Linked DNA regions of Sus scrofa: regions 2, 3 and 4 are each linked to region 1. The links are chromatin contacts, called in public HiChIP or PLAC-seq maps. All regions are on one chromosome and are shown on one strand. The core of a region is the stretch at or near the end of the contact, and the rest is flanking DNA. Distances in the headings are between cores, read along the strand shown. Region 1 overlaps EPAS1 (endothelial PAS domain protein 1). Region 2 overlaps PRKCE (protein kinase C epsilon type). Region 3 overlaps PRKCE (protein kinase C epsilon type). Region 4 overlaps PRKCE (protein kinase C epsilon type).

Region 1 (5,096 bases), core at 803-3,302:
AGCGAGAGGATGGGGGCTAAAGCCTGAAAGCAAACACAGCACCACTGGAGCCAGAAGAGGCGGACACCCTTGGTCAAGTTTATTTTTTCATTCCATGGGTAGTATTTGAGTTACTGTGCAGCAAGAATGCCTTGCCGAGGTCTCTGTGGGCCGGGCCGAGGTCCCAGCTTGTGGTGGCCCAAGGGTTGCTGCCATATTTAGAGCTCTTAACAAAGGGACTTGTTTCCCCTGGCTTTGCTCCCAAGGAAGAGGGGTTCTCCTGTGTGCTGACCAGTGTGGCAGAAGCACAGCCAACAGCAGAGGGATCCAGGCTGGGTTCTGTGCTGCCCACCACCTGGCACCTCAGCAACTGGTTAGGGGGGCAGGCAATTACCTGATTGTTAGCTTTAGGTACCAGTCAGTCCTTTTGTCGCTGACACCCCTTCTCTGCGCTTGGCACCTTGTGGCCACTCAACCGCGTGTTGAGTGAAAACATTCTGCCCATTCTGATGTTCCCTGTCTTACACCCTGCCCTCTGGCCCATCTCCTGACCACCAACCCTCCTGCTCACTCCCCAGCAGTATCTTTGTTCTTCTCACCCCTCTTGCCCTCCTGATTGTCTCCCCAGTATACCTGCTCCTCCTTTGAGTCCCCACTCCAGAGCCAGGCTCTCCCTGTGTTGACCAGCCTTGCAGACTTTGTCCAGTCAAGCTCCCATGGCCTCCACTGACCACGGGCCAGTCCTTTAGAACTCGACCTCACTTCTCCGCAAGCTCCCTGAGTCAGGAGTGGTCACTGCATGCTTCCCACTGTTTCTTGCAGCCCCAGCACATGAAGAAGGACTCGTGAATATTTGTTGAATGAGTGGAGAGAAGAGCCATTGCTGGGGCAATAAAACACAACCCACTTTCCCAAATTGCTCAATATTATCTTTGGAGAGCATGACAGTAACGAGGAGAAGACATTTTGGCATTTCCCGAGGCTTTTGATGACTTCTCTGCAGTGGAATGGAGTATAGCCTCCTAAATGTGTGTGAACATCTCACTTCGAGTCACAGTGCGACAGGGGCCGAGATGGGACCAAACAAGGGCTTGCACTGTGGCCAGGAACTTGGTCCTCCAGCCCTGGGTATGCGACCATGTAAACAGGCTAGAAATTGCAATTCTAAAGGAGAGAAAGGGTCCCTGAGGTCCTGCCTGGGTTCCTTTCTCCCTCCTCTCATTTTTCCTTTGTCTCTGCTTGCTTTCTCTGTTTTGTAAACAGGAAGGCTCCAGGGGGGTCACCGCTGGGAAGGGATGAGAACTCCTGCACACCTCCCCCCACCCCACCCCTGCCCTTCTCTTGCCGTTTTGAAATACTTTAAATACCAGGCACCAGAAGTTCTGGCGTCAAATTGGGATTAGTAAGGCAGATCCTAGGGTATTTCACGAGGCACATATGATCAGGCATCGGTCCCGATTAAGAGACTAAACAAATGTTATCTTCTTTGAAATGAAAGTGTCTGAAATAAAGGAGAGAGGACGGACCCTCGAAGTCATGTTCGGTGCTTGAGTTCTCGCTGAACAACTGTCTATTCCGGTTATGGCTTTTAAAAATTTTTTTTCACCCAGAATGTCTGACGACACTGCGCAGGGAATTTCTGCCCCCTCCTTCCTGAATATACCCAGCGCCGGCCCCTGAGGCGGCCCAGCTCTGTTTTCTCATGACACAGTGATTATTTTTGGCATTGCACATATTTTCTCTAATGTTATTATCTCACCCCCACCCCAGCCCCTGGTTGCCTTTCGAGGAGCAATTGTTCGGGCCCCTCGGCATAAATCAGGGGGTTAATTTGGGTTCAGTGTGGAGAAGCGGGGAGGGGGACACAGGGGGACTTCAGCTTCTCCTCCACAGCCCCCCCCCAGCCCCCGCCGTGGTGCCAACACAGAGGTCCTGTCCCCCGGCTCATGAAAGAGCTTGCTTTCCCCAGACTCTGGGCTCCCCATTCATCCTTTCTGCCAGCAAGGCTTGAGGGACTCTCTAGAGGTGACGCTGGGGGCTGCACCTCAGGGATGGCATCTTAATGACTTGACTTGGCGGGTGTGAGAACAGCCCCATTCAGAGCGGGTGCACTCCCTGCGCAGTTGGCCCGCTCAGCCTCTGTCCATAAATGTTCTCTTGTTCCCACTGCGTGAGGAAATGGAGATTTCCAAGTGGGAAGCAGACTTCCCAGTGCTTTAACTCTTCCCTGAGGGAAAGAGGAGCCGGCGAGAGCGAAGTACAGTCGAAGATGGCCCAGCTGCCGCTCCCGGGAGAGGAGCAGGGCCCAGGGCTGGGGATGAGGCCAAGACAGCTGGGATCACTTTTTCTTTCCTCCCTGAGAGCAAAAGGAGAAGAGGAAAGGGCACACTGAATTGCCCGTACAGTCAAGTAGGAAACATTGACTCAGTTTGTCCACCCTGGTCCAGGGTCCCATGAAGGAGGCACAGAAGGAGATGTTGTGTCTGTGCCCCACTCCCCAAGGCACCAGAGTGCTTACAGTCCAGTTATAGCAGCAGGAGGTTTGCAGAGAAAAGCCAGCAAGACAGAGAGGCCTTTACTGAGGGCCAGTGAGTAATGTGGGCAGGAGGCGCCTTGGAGAAGGGAGTGAGGGTGGATAGGGAAGTGTCTGGGGGATGTAGGCTCGAACTGGCCCCGAGGGGTGGAGCTTTAAGCAATAAGCAGGGATGAGATGTAAATGGAGGGAGGCGGGGCCACCAAAGTAGGGCTTAGTGAAATCCCATGAAGAAATATAAAAAGAGAGTAAGAGGCTTCCCGGCAGAAGAGGAGACCTGCCTTGTTAGACTTTAGGTGGCTGTGGGTAAGGACAGCATCTGGGTAGCACTGCCCCTGCCCCTGCCCCTGCCAGATGGTGGTATCTCCATCATGCCCTTGGTCTCAAGATCGCATGCGTCCTTGGGTCTCTTTCTTTTCAGATTGTGGACCCAGACAAGAATCAGCATCACCTTGGAGGCTGTTAGAAATGCAGAACCTCGGGCCCCAGCCCAGACCTTCTGAGTCAGAAACTGCATTGTGACAAGATCTCAGGGTGATGCGTGGGCAGAGTCAGGTTTGAGAAGGGCCGGTCTGTGTGCCGGCAGCTGTCAGCAGCGCTAGTTCAGACACAAAATTTGATTCACAGAGTTGGGAAAACACACACATGCACACACACACACCTTTGAATGTTTCTGCACTACAGATCTTTCCAGCTGGAAACTTTTTATTCTGTTTAAGATTTGGATTTGAGTTTTTAGAAAAGATCCAGAACAGTGAGTGACTTTGAAGAAGTCACAGTAATCGTCGAGGTGTTTTTTATCTCATGTCTGTTTTGTACTATTTAGACGTTAGGGGACGGCTGGTCTGGTTAAGGGGACGGGAGCTGCACAAGTGGAGTGGATGGGGAACAGAGGGCGGATCGAGCAGGGCAGAGTCTCTGAATAGGGATGCAGAGAAGTTAGCATCGGTGGGGCCTCCTGGAGAGAGTGCACTGGGGGGCCTCAGAGGAGTGCGGTTAGACAGACCAAAGCCATGAAGAGCGTGGCCTCCAGGAACGGTAGGGGGAGGGGAAGAGTAGTGCTGGGTCTCAGCCGCCGTGGGGACCGTAACTACTCCCCACTCCCTGCAGAGAAAGGGCTTGCCTCATGCTGGGGACTCTGTTTTTCATCTGGGGCAGAGCCCTTTTCTTGATATCCTTCTGCTGTGCAATTTCTCTGTCAGTTTTCTTAGCTGAAATTGGTGTTATAGGAACAGGTTGGCAGCATAGGCAGAATGGCTTGAGTCAACACACAGATGGGGAGTTCCCATTGTGGCTCAGTGGTTAATGAATCCGACTAGGAACCATGAGGTTGCAGGTTTGATCCCTGGCCTTGCTCAGTGGGTTAAGGATCCGGCGTTGCCGTGAGCTGTGGTGTAGGTTACCGATGTGGCTCGGATCCCGCGTTGCTGTGGCTCTGGTGTAGACCAGCGGCTACAGCTCCAATTAGACCCCTAGCCTGGGAACCTCCATATGCTGTGGGAGTGGCCCTAGAAAAGGCCCTAGAAAAAGACAAAAAAAACAAAAACAAAACACAGATCGTACTGTTGGAAGCTTGTGGGATCCAGAGGAGGTAGGCTGCTGATGGAGAGGAGCCCTAAGGAAAAGCCCTCAATCATATCTGGGAACAGCTTGGGTGTGGGGGAACCACCCTCACGCCCTGGAAGTGGCACCAAGGAGAAGCGTCTGGTGAGAATGAATCGTGTAACCTGTGCTGTGTGTGGCCGCTGAGAGCCAAGTGGGAACTTGCTTCCTTGTGGAGACAGACATCTCCAAGCAGAGAAAAAGTATCCGCTGGGCCTGGCTTGTCCATTGGGGGTAGAGGGCTGACCTAGACCAAGAGGGTCACCAGGATGTCCCTTGTGCTGCTTCCCAGATCAGGAGCTTCTTAAATTAGCTATCCTTAGGGAGCTTCCCCCCCTCCTCCTCCCGCCCACCCCTGCCCCGAAACATTCAGCTCAGCTAAACCTTTTGAACCTCAGGAGAATTTTGGGGTAAGTTTGCCCAGTCATCATCAAGTGTGTGGGATTTAGTGTCAAATGGTGGGTTTGTGTGCTGGCCACATCACAGGGTGACACGAGGCATGTCACTAACATCCTTGTAATCTGTTTCCTCATATGTGAAACGGGGCTAATACATGCCTGCCTCACCAGAGTCTTTCAAGATTAAATCCGAGACAGTGTGATGAGAGTTCTCTGTCAGGCACAAGTGTTGCATGTGGTTCTTTCGTGGCTGTAGCAGCAGCGGCAGCCCTCAGTTTGCAGAGGTAAATGAGTCCCTCCACTGGAGGTGGCATAGTGCTGGGGGTCGGGCACCAGGGCAGAGAGGACAGTGGGGAGGCAGGAAATGCCCCCTATGGTTGCCTGCTCTCCTCCCCTCCTCATGGGGAGTCTCCTCTGTCAGTGCACCTGACACGGCGAAGCCCAGGTAGATGGAAAAAAACACCTTTTTATATGGGGGCATGGGTCCTGCGGACCAACGAGAGAGGCCATCTTCGCAGCCCTGGATTGTCCGGTTTAGTACAGTTGGTCATCTCTCTGCAGATGTTTTACCCCAGACAGAGCAC
Region 2 (5,293 bases), core at 2,348-4,847, 180 kb before region 1:
CTTCGCTCAGGATGAGAGCCTCTAGTTCCATCCACGTTGCTGTAAATGGCATTATTTTGTTCTTTGTATGGCTGAGTAGTATTCCATTGTGTACATATACCACATCTTCCTAATCCAGTCATCTGTCAATGGACATTTGGGTTGACTCCATGTCTTGGCTATTGTGAATAGAGCTGCAGTGAACATGCGGGTGCATGGGTCTTTTTCAAGGCAAGTTTTGCCTGGATATATGCCCAAAAGTGGGATTGCTGGGTCATATGGTAGTTTATGTATAGATTTCTAAGGTATCTCCAAACTGTTCTCCAAAGTGGCTGTACCAGCTTACATTCCCAGCAACAGTGCAGGAGGGTTCCCTTTTCTCCACACCCCTCCAGCATTTGTTATTTGTGGATTTATTAATGATGGCCATTCTGACTGGTATGAGGTGGTATCTCATGGTAGTTTTGATCTGCATTTCTCTAATAATCAGTGATGTTGAGTGTTTTTTCATGTGCTTGTTGGCTACCTGTATATCTTCCTTGGAGAAATGTCTGTTCAGGTCTTTGGCCCATTTTTCAATTGGCTTGTTGGCTTTTTTGCTGTTGAGTTGTATAAGTTGCTTGTATATTCTAGAGATTAAGCCCTTGTCCGCTGCATCATTTAAACTATTTTCTCCCATTCTGTAAGGTGTCTTTTTGTTTTCTTTTTGGTTTCCTTTGCTGTGCAAAAGCTTGTCAGTTTGATTAGGTCCCATTGGTTTATTTCTGTTGCTTTAGGAGACTGACCTGAGAAAATATTCATAAGGTTGATGTCAGAGAATGTTTGGCCTATGTTCTCTTCCAGGAATTTGATGGTGTCTTGTCTTATATTCAAGTCTTAAAGCCATTTTGAGTTTATTTATGTGCATGATGTGAGGGTGTGTTCTGGTTTCATCGATTTGCATGCAGCTGTCCAGGTTTCCCAGCAATGCTTGCTGAAAAGACTGTCTTTTGAAATAGACAATTTTATAATCAGAATCACGAAGCATAAAGAGGAAGATAGCAGTAAACATAAAGGCAAATGATTCTATCTCCCTGGGCCTCAGGTGGATAAAAAGATCTCTGAGCTGCTATGTCGCGAACTTGAGTCCCATCGGCAGCATGGCAGCGACTGGCCGGACCATTTAAAGGTTGCGATACTCTCTCCTCCTGGGGCTTCCTGCACACCCAGGCTCTTGCATTTCTTCTCTGGTTGTTCCATTGCACGTCTTGCCCATTAAAATGTGGGCCTGCTCACAGACCCATGGTAGCCTTCTTCTGTCCTCATATCATACCATCTTCTTGGGACATCCCACCCATACCCATTATCCATCTGGCCCAAACCTTCCTATATCACCCCCTGGTCAGCGTGTCCAGTTAGCTGTATCCACGGCACCTCAGACTCAGCCTGTGCAAGTTGAACGACTGGCCGGCCCCTGCCCCCACCTCCATACCCTTGGCCACGTTGTAAATGCACGTCAGGTGCAGCATTGAAGGTTGTCTTTAGTGCTAATGATCTTTGTTTCATGAACTCCACTGGAGTGTGTCCTCCCTGAGGAAAGAAAGGAATCTCTCTGGACCTGCCTCATCTCGTGGACCTGTGCATTCCCCTCAACCCGCACCCCTGAACGAACAACATGTGGTGTGAACACACCCTCTGCGCTTCCCCAGCGGCATGCACGCACCCTCGCATCACTGATCAGCTGAAAAGCGCCGCTTGGTCTCCAAGCAAATACCTTCCGTGGCCAAATTAAACAAATACACATAGAAGGCTTCTTTTCTTAAGAAAAATAAAATCTGTTTTCCGTCCCTTCAGAGGTCAGTCCGTTTTCAGCTCCCTGGCCTTGCCTGAAGCCTCTGATATCTTCTGAATAACTTGGGTGACCCCCCACTTTGCAGGAAGACGTGCTTTCTCTACATCCCCCTCAACTCGTAGGAGTTATATTTGTGTTTCATCTGCCCTTTATCTGGGCCGGGGTGACCTTCAAGACGCCGACCACTCTCCTAGCACGTGGCTCCTTGTATGGCCGGACACGGAAGCCCTGCGCTTACTAGTTCTGGCAGCTGCTCACGCTGACAAAGGAGCTTGAGGAGCGGTTTTTCTGGCCTGCGGGGTCCAGGAATGCTGGGCCCTGCGTAAGGTTCCGTGGTCCACTTACGCCAGGCTCCAGGCCCACCCCACGGAAAGGTTACTCTTGGTCCTTTAGCTGGAGTGGCCCTTCTATGCTGACAGAATGCTGGCTGGATTTGAACTGCAAGTCGCTGGGCCCAAAAAAGGCAAGATCAGCCGCCCTTGCCTTCTAAGGACAGTCGCAGTGTCCTGTTTGTCCCTCCGGTATAGAACTTACACTTACCATCCCACGTAGTCTGGACATGGGTCCACCTCTCTCTCCAGACCCATCCTTGAGGACAGGGACTGTGTCCTCTCTTGCATCCTCAAGGCCAAGCACGAAGGCAGACCCCAAGTGGCAAGTCAGTAAATATCATGGAACATTATGCCGCAGGGCCAAGTAGGATGTATTAGGAGTTGCAATGATGCCATTAATTAGACTGTCATTAGAAGGGGCTTAATACAGGTGCTGCCTATTTTCCCATCCAGACCCTGAGCAGACCTTGGGTGCCAGGCACTTTGCAGAGCTCTGGGGACCAGGCTTGTGTGTGAACACAAAGAGGTTAGTTCTCATGGAGTTCGTGGTAGGGAAACTGTAAACTCAAGGACATATACAAGCCAATAATTGCAAATCGTGATCATTGCTGCGAAGGAAATAACTGACGAGACTGGGATTAAAGGAGGGGTTGGAGGTGTTGCTCCTTCCTTTACCGTGGGATGGTGGGGTGCTTTAGACAGGGTGGCCGAGAAAGAGACATCTTTGAGGAAAGGGGATGGAGGCAGTGGATTGGAATGGGACAAGGAGTCTGTTCTCCGGAGAGAGGGAACAGCAATGTGGCAAAGGTCTCAAGGCAGGAACGTGCCCAGGGATCTTGAGGAACCGTCAGACACCCCTGCGGCTGGACAGAGGGGAAGGTGGCACTAACTGAGAGGGTGGAGGGTCAGCCTGGGGCCAGAGTAAGGTGCTTGGATGCTGTTCTGACTGCCTTGGGGGTTGCTGGTTGGCAGAGGGTTCTTCCTGAGTATAACCAGAGAAGGGATTAGGAGATGCAAGAGAACATTAGATTGCCGCTGCCTCTGATGGTTCTGGCCCTCAGGGTCCTTAATAATAACATGTTTTAGTAGTTCTTATGTTATCTGAGAATAAGGTCATTTGGCTGCCAAGGGCCATGACCCACAGATTCACTTCTATACTCTTTCATCCATTTGACCAACAGGTATTGCAAAGCTAGGCTGCATCAGGTGCTGGGGGAGTGGGCCAGTATGAAAGACACATACCCCAGGGGGCCTGTGTGAGACATCGAGGCAGGAGACAGTCCCACACATCTGGGAACCACCCACCCACCCCAGGTCTGGATTTTGAGGGGATGTGATAAGGGAGGAGATGACAAGGCGAGGCTGGTGATGAGAGAGTCCACAAAGGGTCTCTTGTGCCATGGAAGGAAGCAAGTTCATGGGGCGCCACTGAAAAACGCAAGGAGGAGGAGAACATCATCTGATTTATATATTGTGTAACACATCTCCTGGCAGAAGTTTGCCCCAGCATGTAAAAGGGAAGCATTTGGTGTGCAACAGCCATGATTGCAAGTTCAAGCTTCATGGGCTTCAGCTGCCTTGGCCTCCCAGGATCTGAGATGAGAAGGGTCCTTGGGGATTAATTCCTCCAGCCACAGTATCTCGTATTTGAGGACAAGTAAAGATGAGAGACACAGTTGTCTTGAGGTCACCATTGTCCTTGGTTCTGGGCTGTGCAGTGAACCCCACAGAGCCATTTCAGAGAGCCAGTTGACTGATGGACTGGAGAGGAATAGGGGGACTGGGTGTAAGTGTCATGATGGTCAGGGCAGCTCATCCCACTTCCTGGGGACACAGGTCAAGACCTGTTTCCCATCAGTGGAGGTCAGGGTATTCTCCATGAGTATTCAGAATAAGAATTTGCTTTCATTACCTCGGATTAAAAAAAAAAAAGTAATTGGAGAATCATGCCCTCAGATACATTATTCTGCAGTGATTCCAAGTCCAAGAGCCAGGTACAGCCCCAGGCTATTTATTTTGGCTGTGAACAGGCATGCTGTTTTACACCTCAGGTTTCCAGCTGTCTGGGGTAGTAGCTGGGAGCCTGCTCTCTTCAGACAAGGGGTCATCTCTTTGGTCAAAACAGTAGTGTCTAGCTTATCAGTTACATCTTATAACTATGTTGCTATCAGTGGAAAAGCAACTACCACTCCAAGAGCAACAACTATGTTTGCGATCCTACCAAAGGACAAGCGTGTGGATACAGTGCTTTTTTTTTCCTTCCCCAAGCAACATAGCAAAGTGATTACAAACATGGGAGTTGATGTCAGGTAGCACCCACTTTGTCACTCACCACCAATGTGTTCTGGGCCAGGTCAGTCACCCCTGGGAACCCTCTTCTTCCACTTTAAAATGGGGAGAATAATTGTCTTACCAGATCCTAGGCTCTTTGTGAGATTAGATGAGATATGGCATATAAAAGATTTAACCCTAAGCCTGGTATACAAAAAAAAAAAAAAAAAAAAAGGCATTTGGAAAAAAAAAAAATGGTCGTTATGAGTTTGTTCCTAAATGATTAGACGTTTCCTATGAAAAGACTTGGAGAAGTCTTTCTCTGCACACCAGCCCAGAGTGAAATATTCTCATGGATGGTCAGGTATCGACACTGCATTGGAGCATTGTCTTGGCTCTGAAAGCAGAGTGTGCTTTTCTCTTTGCTGGAGAGGCAGGAGGTGCAGTCTCCTAGGCTTCTTGCTTGCCGTCCTATCTGGCGTAGGGTCATGTTTGAGCGACATGGCCCTCCTGGGAGTAACAGGAGGTGCTGCCGCAGAGAAAGCTGGGATGAAGGATAACAGCAAATCACCAGCTTTTGCCGAAATCTTGAGGGGGCAGAGGGTCTTGCTCTTGAACGCATGGTTAAATGGATGAAGGCGTTTGGCCACATCTGCCAGAGGAGCCTGGGTTCCCATCTTGATTAACCACAGTCATTGTCGAGTCTCCTCTCTCCGTCCAAAAACAAGCCGAGTTTCTTCATAAGCTCCCCCTGCGGGCCTGCTCTCTGCTGATCCAAATAGTTGGCATCCTGAGAAGTAATCTCTCTCTAACCTCTTATCTTCAAGTAAGTGGAAGAATCTGCTGTCATTTCTGTGGCACTCAGGCCTGAGCTGTGTGC
Region 3 (5,348 bases), core at 112-2,611, 160 kb before region 1:
GCATCACTGGTCGGAAAAGAAGTATCCACTCAAGACCCCCGTGGCCACACTGAATTCACACATGTGACAGAGAGACTGTCCCCGCCCCTACAGAGAGTCCCTCACAGCTGAAAATTCGTAGTGCCTGCTAACCCTCGGCTTATAGTCCTGACTCCTTTTGCCCATCAGAATGCCCCAAAGGTCAGAGACGGCATGCCACACTCACATTTGCCATCGCCTGCCACCTGCCACGGTGATTTATTTCTCCTGTTTTGTTTTTTCAATAGTGTCCCAACATCTACCCAATTATATGAGTTTTACAAAGAAATGTCATATCACTCTCATATATGGAAAATCAGTACCACTAGCTGACATTGAATGACAGAAATTATCACATGCAATTGGTAAAAAGAAAGACCTAGAGTCTGTCAGGGACATGTGCCCTATTTCAGAAAATGCCGCATCAGAAGACGTTGCTTCTTTCTGCACTTCATTTTTCCTTTCCTCTTCCCTCCTCTCCCTCTCCTCATTCCTTCCCTCCCTTCCTCCTCTATTCCTCTTTCCTTCCCTCCCGTTCATTGATTCGATGAATGACTACGTGTGGAGTGTTTCCAGTGTGCCAGGCATTGTGCTGGATTCTAAGTAACATTAGCGAATGTAACAGCCTCCTCCCTGCCATGTGGAGCTTGCAATCCAGCAGGAGAAGGTGGGCAGTATAGAGAAGACCCATCCGTATGCGGTCGCTACTGGGATAAGAGCAGTGAAGGAAGTGAACGTAGTAGGTTCATTCACTCTTTCATTTATTCAACACGTATTTGTTGGGCATCCAGTGTGTGCCCGACACTACGCCACATGCTGGCTTCTCTTGAGCACTGGAGGCAGCAGAACATGCCCAGTAGAGCCAGTCCCTCACCCCAGGCCCCAAACATCAGCCTGACACAGCTTCCTGTGATTCCCTTGCTGGCCCCCCAGGTGGGCCCTCGCCTTATGGATGACTGAGAGTGGCAGTTTTCAACTAGGGGTGATTTTGCCCCCCTCGCATCCCCCAGAGACCTTTGGCATTGTCTGGAGATGTTTTTAGTTGTCACAACTTGGAGGGGGTGCTACTGTTATCTCGTGGGTACATCCCAGGGACACTGCTCAACATCCTGCGCCACACAGGACAAGCCCCAACCACAAAGTATCCAGACCCAAAGGTCACTAGCACAGAGGTTGAAAACTGTGACCCATAGAGATTCAGAAGAAAGAGGTTGTGCCTGTGTCAGCTGGCTGGGGAGGATGAAGTCTCTGGGAAAAGAGCAGAGCCTCTGGCTCAGGGTCAGCTTCCTGAGACGTTAAAACCTGTGTGTTTATCCACAGCCCTGCTGCTTCCCCTCCCAGAAGTGGGGGGACAGGAAGAGCTGGGGAAGCGAGGAGAAGTCTTCTGCTCCCTTGGCCTTGGAACACTTCACTTCCTCACATTGTCACTCGATTCTAGGACCAGGCCGGGTTTTCCATGACTTTGGCCACTGAATTATGTCTCTGAGGGCTACTGCCTACGTTTAGAACTGTAGAGAAAGCCCTTTGCGTCATAGAGTTATACAGTGCACAACCTGTGCAACAGTATATAGCGGTGCTGCTCCCTTCCTCAGCATTGGGCCCTGAGGCCCAGCCTTTCAAGCCCCCATTCACTTGTCTCAATGTACTGAGTCCACAATGGGAGCCAGGCACTGAGCCAGGTGCTGGGAAGATTCGTATGCTGTAGAGCTCACCAGAGGGAAGAGATGTTTAGACAAGTTATAATTTACATAAGCGAGAAGCATGGAGTCTCAGATTCCCACAGAGGGATGAATCTGGGGAGGCTTCCCAGAGGAGGCAGCCTCTTGACTGGTCTTGGAGGATGCTTAGGGACTGGAGAGGGGCCTTCGACCAGGGGAGTAAAGGATGCAGAAGGCCAGCAAGAGCGACTGGCTAGTAGACTGAGTAGTTTCTGTGTGCCACATGAAAGGGATATGGACTTTATCCTGTGGGCTACAGGAATCAGGGGTGACCCCTACCAACTGTTAGATTAGAAGGATGAAGTGAGTCGGCACCATTCCTGATCCCCAGGTACCCAGCACCCCTTCACTCTCTTATCTGTGGCTCTCCTGCCTCAGTACCATTTAGTGGGGGCCCAGGTGCTTTGCTTTCCGAGATACCAGGCAGGAGTCAGTAGGAGGCTCTCCCTGCCTAGGAGACTCGCCCTTGCTCCTGCAGCCCGAAATGCTGTCATTTATCTCTTTGGGTTATAATTTGTCCTCTTAAGTTCCTTTGTTTAAATCCAGACTCAGCCTTCACCCCATGAAATGTAACACTCGGTCCCTGACACACATGCATGCACATTTCCATCTAGCGGCACTGATCGCATCTGCTCAGTTAAACTAATATTTGCCACCAGGACTGATTCATTGAATAGGAATAATAATTGTACCTGGGCGTGTGAGGTAAGACACCAGCCAAAAAGTATAAAACACATCAGTGTGATTTTTACGAACAAGCATTGAGAAGCAATCAGTCTTTCTTTTTCCTGTTTTTATTTATCTGCTGATCTATGCGGGACTTTGTGCTAGAGATTAAAAAAAATCAATTTTTTTTTTTTTTTTTAAGTAGGAGGGCCGAGGTCCAGGAAAAGGAAAGATGAGAAGGTTGCTTTGATAACTGACCTTAACATGACTATCTGATCTCCTTTCCTTATCCCATAAAGGACCAGGGGCCGCATGATGTGAGTTTATCAGACCTCAGTCTCCCCAGTGAGATGACTCAAGAGCCTGGGGTGAATCAGGGGGTTAGAAAGAGTCTGAGTTCCTAATCCTGACTTGATACCTTGCTGGCTGTTTGACCTTGACCAAATTAATTAGCTTCGCTGTGCCTCAAGTACCTCACCTAGAAATTAGGGCTAATAAGAGCAACTGAGAGGCTTGTGTTTGGATGAAATGAGTCCACGCGTGTATATGCTGGGCGTAGACTGATGGCTGGTGTGGAGTGAGTCCCCCAGAGAGGCCTGAGGCACAGAGCCCCCGAAAGTCCAGAAACCAGGTTCGGGAGTTTGATGCTGAAGATGTGGCCTTGGCCGCCCTCCATCTTGCCAGACCGCCCATGCCAGCCCGGCCTTTGTCACTGACTCTGTCTCTGTCCTCGTCCCCACAGTTCATGACCAAGAACCCCCACAAGCGCCTGGGCTGTGTGGCGGCGCAGAACGGTGAGGATGCCATCAATCAGCACCCGTTCTTCAAGGAGATCGACTGGGTGCTCCTGGAGCAGAAGAAGATCAAGCCGCCCTTCAAACCTCGAATTGTAAGTAGGCCCCGAGGGGCAGGCTGGTTCCCGTGCGCAGAGGGAGGGGTCTGGGCACATTTTAATACCAAGATGATGAGGGCAGGAGGTGGCCAAGAGGCCCCGTAAGAGACAGTCTCATTGGCCCTGGGAATTTCCTATGGCAAATACATAACCCAAAGCTGGAACCAAGGTGGCGATTTGATGTGGGACACAGAGGAACCCTTCGGATTTGAATGCAGATTTATTTTGATCCAAAATTCTAGGGGATACTAGTCTTCCACGTGTGGTAGAGATAGAAGGTTTCTGGATAGAGAAACTTTTTTTTTTTTTTTTTTTATTGAGTCAAGTGAGAGGAAAACATTACCTGAATAATAGTCGCAGTCATCCTGTGGAGCTGTCCCAGAGCGGACAGCAGGGCCTCGGAGGCGGGCAGTTGAGGAGGTCTGTCCGCGTGGCAGCGCCTGGGGCCTGACCGTGTTCAGAGGCCATGTGTTTAGGCCGCGCCTCTGCCTTCCCTGGCCGGCTCTCCCTTCTGACCTCTTTCCAGCCTCAGCACAGGTTCCGGGCCTGTTGTAATGACGCCTGTCGGAGGCTGCTGTGCAAAAGGGGGTTTGAAGCTCAGAGGCTGCAAAGAGGGACGGGCCTGTGGAGTCCGGGCTGGACTCAGAGAGCAAAGACAGGGTCATGGCAGTGACCCTCTGCCGGAAGGTGCTTTCCTTAGAGAGTGTGAGCGTGTGTGTGTGTGTGTGTGTGTGTGTGTGTGTGTGTGCGCGCATTTGAAGCGGGACATTCTTAATCCCGTTGGCTTCTAGCCCAGGGAGGCAATCATTCGGACTGAAAATTTGGGTAACCCGCTGGCTAGTGTCCTGGGAGTGACGAGGGCTGTGTAACATAGGAAGTTGCTGGGCAGAGCCCCGGAGTGGTGGGGCTCGGGGCTCGGGCAGGGAGGACCCGAGATCATCCAGTCCATCCTTAGTCACCCACATGTTGGCCAGAGGACCCCTCCTCCCTCACTTCCAAGTACAGAAAAGACCCTCTTGTGCTTTGGGCATCATCAGAGAGGAAATCCGTTATAGTCCAGTTTTCTAGGGAGGGGTGCCAGGGAGTGCTGTGATTCTCAGAAATCTTTCATGTCGGGGGGTAACTCTCAGCCGAAGGGTGTGGTCCAGGCCTTGGCCAGCCGAGAGCAGGGCAGGGGGCCGGTCCCTGGACACTCCGTGCTGTCACCAGTCCTCGTTTTCTTCCTCCTTGGTTTTGATGATTTTCTCTGCCTGGCACACAGCGTGGAACAGGCTAGATTCAGGATGACCTTCTTTCTTTGGTAATGTCACACCCCCCCCGCCACTCTGGGGCCAGCCGCATCTAGCCCGTGCTGTGGGTTTGGGACAGGGCTCGCCGCAGCGCCTGCCTGCTGGAAGGCCCCTAGGGTCCTTGCAGGCGGTCTTTAAGGACAAGATGAACTAACAAGTTGCCCGAGTCAAAGCGAGGGGAAGCAGGAGACCAGAGGCCAAGCAGCGGAGGAGAAACCAAAGACTCCCATCCGAGGGTGAAGTGGTATTTTTAGGTTTGATCTCAGTTGACCAACCCCAAGAAAACTGGGAGGTAGAGCTGAGCAAGGAATCCAGGCCCAGCAAACGGGAACCCAGGAGGAGAGGAGGGAGCAGCGGACTAGCGCAAGTCTCCCAAATGACTTACACTCTAGACTCCAGGTCAACAGAAGGACTCCACACTAGGCTTGCAGAGGTTCGGGGCAGGGCAGGAGGAGCAGCCCCCTCCTGGGTGTGCAGGCTGGAGAGGACAAGCCCCAGGGGACCATCAGCAAGGGGTGGGAAGCGGGAAGGGGGCCTGGGAGGGGCAGAGGCAGGCGCGGCGTCTTTGTTGAGAGCCCACATGGAAGCAAGGCTTTCTGGAAGCTCTTTAGGATAAAAGGCACAAGGAGGTTTTCAAGGATGGAGTCGTGGAGAAGAGTCTCCCAGTGGGTACAACGGTGGAAGAACATGGCTCAGATGCAGTGGAGGTGATTGTTCAGAGAAAGCGGGAGCCCGGAACGGCTCTGCTCTCCAAGAGCTCTTCCC
Region 4 (5,596 bases), core at 2,190-4,689, 250 kb before region 1:
AATCAGAGCTTCAGCTGCCACCTACACCACAGCCACAGCAAAGCCAGAGCTGAGCCACATCTGCGACTTACACCATAGCTCACGGAAACGTCGGATCCTTAACCCACTGAGTGAGGCCAGGGATGGATCCGAGTCCTCGTGAATACTAGTTGGGTTCATTACCGCTGAGCCACAATGGGAACTCCACAAAGCTTTTATTTATGCTGATTTAATTATAGGTGGTTGGCAAATAAATGCATTAGGCTGAGCGCTCTGTGGACCTGTGTGCCCTCAGGGCCTCCTCCTGGCCTCTGAAGTAGAGAGACTCAGGAGGAAGGCTTCACTCTACATGAAGTGATTCTAGTGCGTGTTAAATCCTGTGCTTGTCTCTTATTATTCCATAGTGTGCTTTTTTGTGTATGTTGTGTATTTGTACTCCCGTTGTAGTTTACAGAGCATAATACACAAGACCCTGTATACTCCACAGGCAAGTTAAAGCAGCATTTTTCAAATTCCAGATCATGTTTGACTAGTGGGTCATGAAATTCATTTAGTGTTTCTCCATGAGCTTTTTTTCTTTAATGAAATAGGAGAGTATAGAAAATCTGAGAATGCATCTGTATTTTCTACATGTAGTAAAGATAGCACTTACATTGGGAGACTTAATTGAGGGATGTGTTTGTATGTGTATGTGGGTTTTGACCTGCAGTGTGGGGCCCTGGCAAGGGGAACTGAGTCAGCATGTGAGAGACCAAAATAGCATCCCTGGAGGGTATAGACAACTACCGGAAGGAGGTGAATCACAGAGGACATCCCCCACTGTCATGGGAAGGTGGTATCTGTTGGTCAGTGAAATGCCTCTCCTTCCAGAGAGATCAGTGTCTCCACTGCCACCCCACTCCCTAGCAAGCGATGGCTGGGAATCCTTCCTGGTGGAGGTCCTGTGCTGATGGCCAAAGGGCAGACGCTGTTCCTAGAGGGTCAACTGCCATCCTTTGTCCTAAGCATACCAGCTGCTCGAAGCTTGGCCAACCAGCCAGACCCCGTGTCCAGCCTGGCATGGCATTCTCCAGCACTCCTGTGTGGGCTCCCGGCCTGGTCTGGCCTCTGGGGCTAAATGTGATTGTTCCCAGCTATATGTGGTGACACTAAGCTCCACAGGGCAGTGTATCTCAAAGAAGAGCCCACAGAACTTTAGCTTCGCATCTGTGTTACCTGCTGAAGCAGAATTTCTGGGCTGTGTCCCAGGTAATCTTAAGCTTTCCAAGGGATTCTTCTGCACATGAAAGTTTGAGAATCTCAGCTTTAAGGTTCTTTGGATATGCACACCACATTGAAAGATAGAAAAACTTGGAGTTCCCATCATGACTCAGTGGTTAACGAACCCGACTAGTATCCATGAGGACGTGGGTTTGATCCCTGGCCTCCCTCAGTGGACTAAGGATCTGGCATTGCCGTGAGCTGTGGTATAGGTTGCAGATGCGGCTTGGATCCCGCATTGCTGTGGCTGTGGTGTAGGCTGGCGGCTGTAGCTCCGATTGGCCCCTACCCTGGGAACCTCCATATGCTTCGGGTGTGGCCCTAAAAAGACAAAAAAAAAAAAAAAAAAAAAAAAGAAAAAGAAAGATGGAAAAGCTTAAGCTTAACACACCTTAAATAGAGGGTGTGTTATTTTATAACTAAGCCGTTTTTAAGATGGCTTAATTTGGGATTGTTCTTCTTGGTCAGGGTTTTTACATAGCTGGTTGAAATCTTAGAAGAGTGTATGGGGGTGTCAGCTGTGATCTACAGCTGCTGCAGGATAGCACTGCCCTAATGGCTGGCATCTTGGGCATGACCCCTTCAGGAAGCTTCTTGAAAATACCCTCTGATAAATAAGGACTTGGATGGGACTCAAGAGGTATTTGAGGTTCCTGGTGGCTCAGTGGGTTAAGGACCTGGCATTGTCACTGCTGTGGCATGTTCACTGCTGTGGCATAGGTTCAATCCCTGGCCCAGGAACTTCTGCATACCTTGGGCATGGCCAAAACAAATAAAACAAGACAAAAAATCCTAAAGAGAATATATATACATACTTTTTAAAAAAAGGTATTCCACATTCTTTGTTTATTTCTATAATGAGTGAACGTTGTTGGAAAAGTCCTATTTGCATTTTCAGTTAACAAGCGGCTCAGTCAATTAACAAAGCAGCTCTTTTGTCTTGGGTCTGACACTGAGTTTTCCACCGCTTTCCTTAACTCGGTGCAGAAGGCCCATTCTCAGCCTTGTTCTCTGTCCCTTCTTCTGCAGTAAATTCTTCTTAGGTCAGGAGAGCTGTATCTGATATCCAGGGTCTATTTGAGGGAGAGATCCCGTGGCTTCTTTTTTTTTTTTTTTTTTGCCTAGAGACCCAGCCTGCCTGGCCATATTTATCTGTTGTTAGAGAAGTTTAAAGGCACAGGATTAAGACAAGGCTGGGCCAGGCAAGCCAAGGGCTCTCCCGGAGCTAGGCCACCTTGGATATTTCTATGCTGAGCTGCTTTCTAAAAACTCATTGGAGAAGGAGTACAGAAATCTCATCTCCAGTTGACCAAGGGAACCCCAGGCATTTGAACTTGATGAGATCTCGTCAGGGCTGCTAGATACAAGTGAGAGCTGGCAGGGAAGGTGCTCTTTTATATCATGATGAAGACTCCTGCCTGGAACGAGAACACATGTCTCAGAAGACATGGTCCTGGGCCTGGGAGGTCACCTCCAGACCTGCAGGCCCCACTCACAGTGCTGTGTGGCCAACATGGTGGAGGGGGGTGGTTGTTGGCTGCACCCCAGGTAACTGCTGAGTTAGAGATCACCGAAGAGCTCAGGCCATGCATCACATTTGAACATTTGAAATCTTTTTTAAAACTTTTATTTTAGTCATTTTAGGGCCACACCCATGGCATTTGGAGGTTCACAGGCTAGGGGTTGAATCGGAGCTATAGCCACCGACCTACACCACAGCCACAGCAACATGGGATCCAAGCTGCGTCTGTGACCTACACCACAGCTCACAGCAACATCGGATACTTTAACCCACTGAGCAAGGCCAGGGAGCGAACCTGCGTCCTCATGGATACTAGTCAAGTTGGTTAACCACTGAGCCACGATGGGAACTCCTGAAATCTTAAATGCTGGAGAAACTGTGCATTTCAAAACACTGAAGTGGCTCAACAATGTCTTTTTTTTTTTTTTAAATGGCCACAGCAAATGGAAGTGCCCAGGCCCGGGGTTGAATCCAAGCTGCAGCTGTGACCTACAAAACAGCTTCGGCAACAGTGGATCCTTTAACCTACTGCACCAGACAGGGGATTGAACCTGTACGTCTACACCGACCCAGGCCACTGCAGTCAGATTCTTAACCCACCGCACCATGGCGGGAACTCTGCCATGTCTGTTGCTTCACTTATTTAAAGCTTCAGATGAAAGCAGTTCCCTTTTCTCCTCTTATTCAATTAACTCACTTATTTTTGAGTGAGAATGCTGGATGAGTCAGAAGCAGAAACACAGGGGAAGTTCTTTTGAGAGAGGCTATCTTGGCCAAAAACAAAAAACAAACAAAAAAAACCATCAAAGCATCTCCATTTTAATTGCTGCCCTTTGATCTGTATACAAGATGTTTTCTGTCAAGTACCAAGCAAATCCTGGAAAATTGAACTTAGTTTTTAAAATGATGCAGTTCTCTCTCTTGGTGTCACCGAGACCAAGTGGGTAGCTCATTAAATACAAAAAGTGCTTTGACAATCAGAGGGCCAATATACTGTGTGTTAACCATTATCAACAGTTGTGAAATCCATGTCTTTTCATTTAACTCATATTTCTGTACAGTGGGCAAGAATCATGCAGATAAGCGTACCTGCCCACTACAGCAGTGTAAACTGACTTGCTTAAGGGTCCATGGGGAAGACAGGAAGAGTGAGTTCTAGGCTCTCTTTGTCGGATTAGCTGTAGGGCAGCTACCCAATGATCCTTTTGGGCCTCAGTTCGCTCCTCTGTGAAATGGGGACAGCACACGCTGCCTACTCCACACATAGGCCTCTCCTGATGCTTTAACTTCAGCATTTGGAAAGGTCCCAAGGGTCTTAGTGAAATGGAAAAGCCCCACCTATGTTGTTTGTGTATTTTGTATTCTCCTATCCCTCTCCCTCCTCTAGGGGTTCCTCACCTCCAACAGGGACCCTCATGGTACTCACTGCCCCGAGTGTCCCCATGCACCCCTCCGCCCTCACCTCCCACCAAACGTCTGGTTTTCTGAGCAAGGAGGGGGGCATGGCTGCTCAGAGCAGACCTCTGCCCGGTCTTCCTTGATCCCTTTCTTCCCTAACGCTTGGCCTTTCTACGGGGAGGGGCAGTGGCTGGGCTCCGTGTGGGGCTTTTGGTGGTGGTGAAGGAAACCAGTGTCTGACAGGTGAGCTTTTCTTTCTGGTAGGAAATGCACTTCTTTCTGAATACCAAAGGGCTGGGCCAGTGAACCGGGAGCCTTCTCCACCTGGGCAAATTCTGCCCACCTTGCACGACCCAGCTTGGGGTGATTCTTGCCCTCTGCTTCCTCCCGCTGGAGTGAACGCACTCTCCTTTCGCACACCTCCACGTGCCAAAGACAAGAGAGTAGCACTTGGTCGTGGGTCATATATCTCTCCAGGGATGCCTGATGTCTGACCTTGGTAGGAGGAGCTCAACAGAGGTTCAAAAGGCAATTTGGGAGCTCCTGTTGTGGCTCAGCAAGTTAACCCAACTAGTATGCTTAAGGATATGGGTTCAATCCCTGGCCTCGCTCAGTGGGTTAAGGATCCAGTGTTGCTGTGAGCGGTAGTGTAGGTTGCAGCTTGGATTCTGAGTGGCTGTGGCTGTGGCGTATGCTGGCAACTGCAGCTCTGATTTGACCCCTGGGAACTCCATATGCCAAAGGTGTGGTCCTCAAAAGAAAAAAGAAAAAAAAGAAACCAATTTAGTTGGCTCATCACTGCAGCTTATTGTCCTAAGGCCTGCCGTGGAGTCCCCTGGAGGAGATGACTTGATTTTGTTGGATGGAGAGGATCAACAGGACAGGAGAATGAAACAAGGCCCTTCTTTCTCCTCCTGGACTGAGCTTGGGGCAGGGTTGTCTGTCCCAGCCCATCCTTCCTGGAGTTTTACTTATCCCATCCCTTGCCCTATTTTGTGGTCTCCAGGAACCTCGGGGTTCCTGCTTAGAGGCTTTCCAAGCAGGCTTGGAGGGGATGGCAGCCCCCACCCCTGGATCGTGCTGCCCTGGTTTCTTTCCAGCCCTGAGGATGCGCACAGCCCCGCCCTCTCTCAGGCCCATAGAGCCTTTAAGCTTCTGTTGACTTAGAGTGGCCTGAGATAGGGTGAGATGGGAGAGCATGCGCCAGATCGGGGCAGAGTTTTGCAATGATTGTGAGCCCAGAGCAGAGTCCAGGCCTTGAGGAGCCAGGCTGGTTGAAGCCTGAATGGTTTCCTGAGAAGCCCTCTGGTCAGGGAACAGCGTCCCTGAGTTTTATACCTGCTGCGGGAAATACCTTCTGGTTTCCATGTAGCCGAGGGAAGGTACTCTCACTTGGTTCCACGTAGGGCACCGAGGGTGGAGGGGCCTCGCCTACGC

What was found. HiChIP or PLAC-seq counts read pairs in DNA pulled down with a chosen protein or histone mark.
Region 2: a contact with region 1 is called in an H3K27ac HiChIP or PLAC-seq map of alveolar macrophages. The contact joins two enhancer-like sites. A contact is called at or near these places in 2 of 2 datasets of contacts at active chromatin or transcription factors (alveolar macrophages and skeletal muscle).
Region 3: a contact with region 1 is called in an H3K27ac HiChIP or PLAC-seq map of skeletal muscle. The contact joins two enhancer-like sites. A contact is called at or near these places in 1 of 47 Hi-C or Micro-C datasets (embryonic fibroblasts) and 1 of 2 datasets of contacts at active chromatin or transcription factors (skeletal muscle).
Region 4: an H3K27ac HiChIP or PLAC-seq map of alveolar macrophages shows a contact between it and region 1. The contact joins two enhancer-like sites. A contact is called at or near these places in 1 of 47 Hi-C or Micro-C datasets (embryonic fibroblasts) and 1 of 2 datasets of contacts at active chromatin or transcription factors (alveolar macrophages).

Annotation. Positions count from the first base shown.
Region 1 is chr3:94,214,882-94,219,977 of Sscrofa11.1, reverse strand. The region is part of intron 1 of EPAS1 (endothelial PAS domain protein 1); the gene reads left to right. Among named protein-coding and RNA genes, the nearest start is that of EPAS1, 36 kb to the left of the region's middle. Within about 2 kb of position 2,052, at least 33 of the 83 cell types and tissues checked have an H3K27ac peak or open chromatin away from gene starts, as enhancers often do. A contact at or near this core is called in alveolar macrophages and skeletal muscle, where this site is marked.
Region 2 is chr3:94,397,530-94,402,822 of Sscrofa11.1, reverse strand. The region is part of intron 12 of PRKCE (protein kinase C epsilon type); the gene reads left to right. Among named protein-coding and RNA genes, the nearest start is that of EPAS1, 150 kb to the right of the region's middle. Within about 2 kb of position 3,597, at least 2 of the 83 cell types and tissues checked have an H3K27ac peak or open chromatin away from gene starts, as enhancers often do. A contact at or near this core is called in alveolar macrophages, where this site is marked.
Region 3 is chr3:94,375,769-94,381,116 of Sscrofa11.1, reverse strand. It overlaps PRKCE (protein kinase C epsilon type), which reads left to right. Exons shown (of 16, transcript XM_021088295.1): 15 at 3,145-3,291. Among named protein-coding and RNA genes, the nearest start is that of EPAS1, 120 kb to the right of the region's middle. Within about 2 kb of position 1,361, at least 11 of the 83 cell types and tissues checked have an H3K27ac peak or open chromatin away from gene starts, as enhancers often do. A contact at or near this core is called in skeletal muscle, where this site is marked.
Region 4 is chr3:94,468,579-94,474,174 of Sscrofa11.1, reverse strand. All of the region lies in intron 11 of PRKCE (protein kinase C epsilon type), which reads left to right. Among named protein-coding and RNA genes, the nearest start is that of EPAS1, 220 kb to the right of the region's middle. Within about 2 kb of position 3,439, at least 1 of the 83 cell types and tissues checked has an H3K27ac peak or open chromatin away from gene starts, as enhancers often do. A contact at or near this core is called in alveolar macrophages, where this site is marked.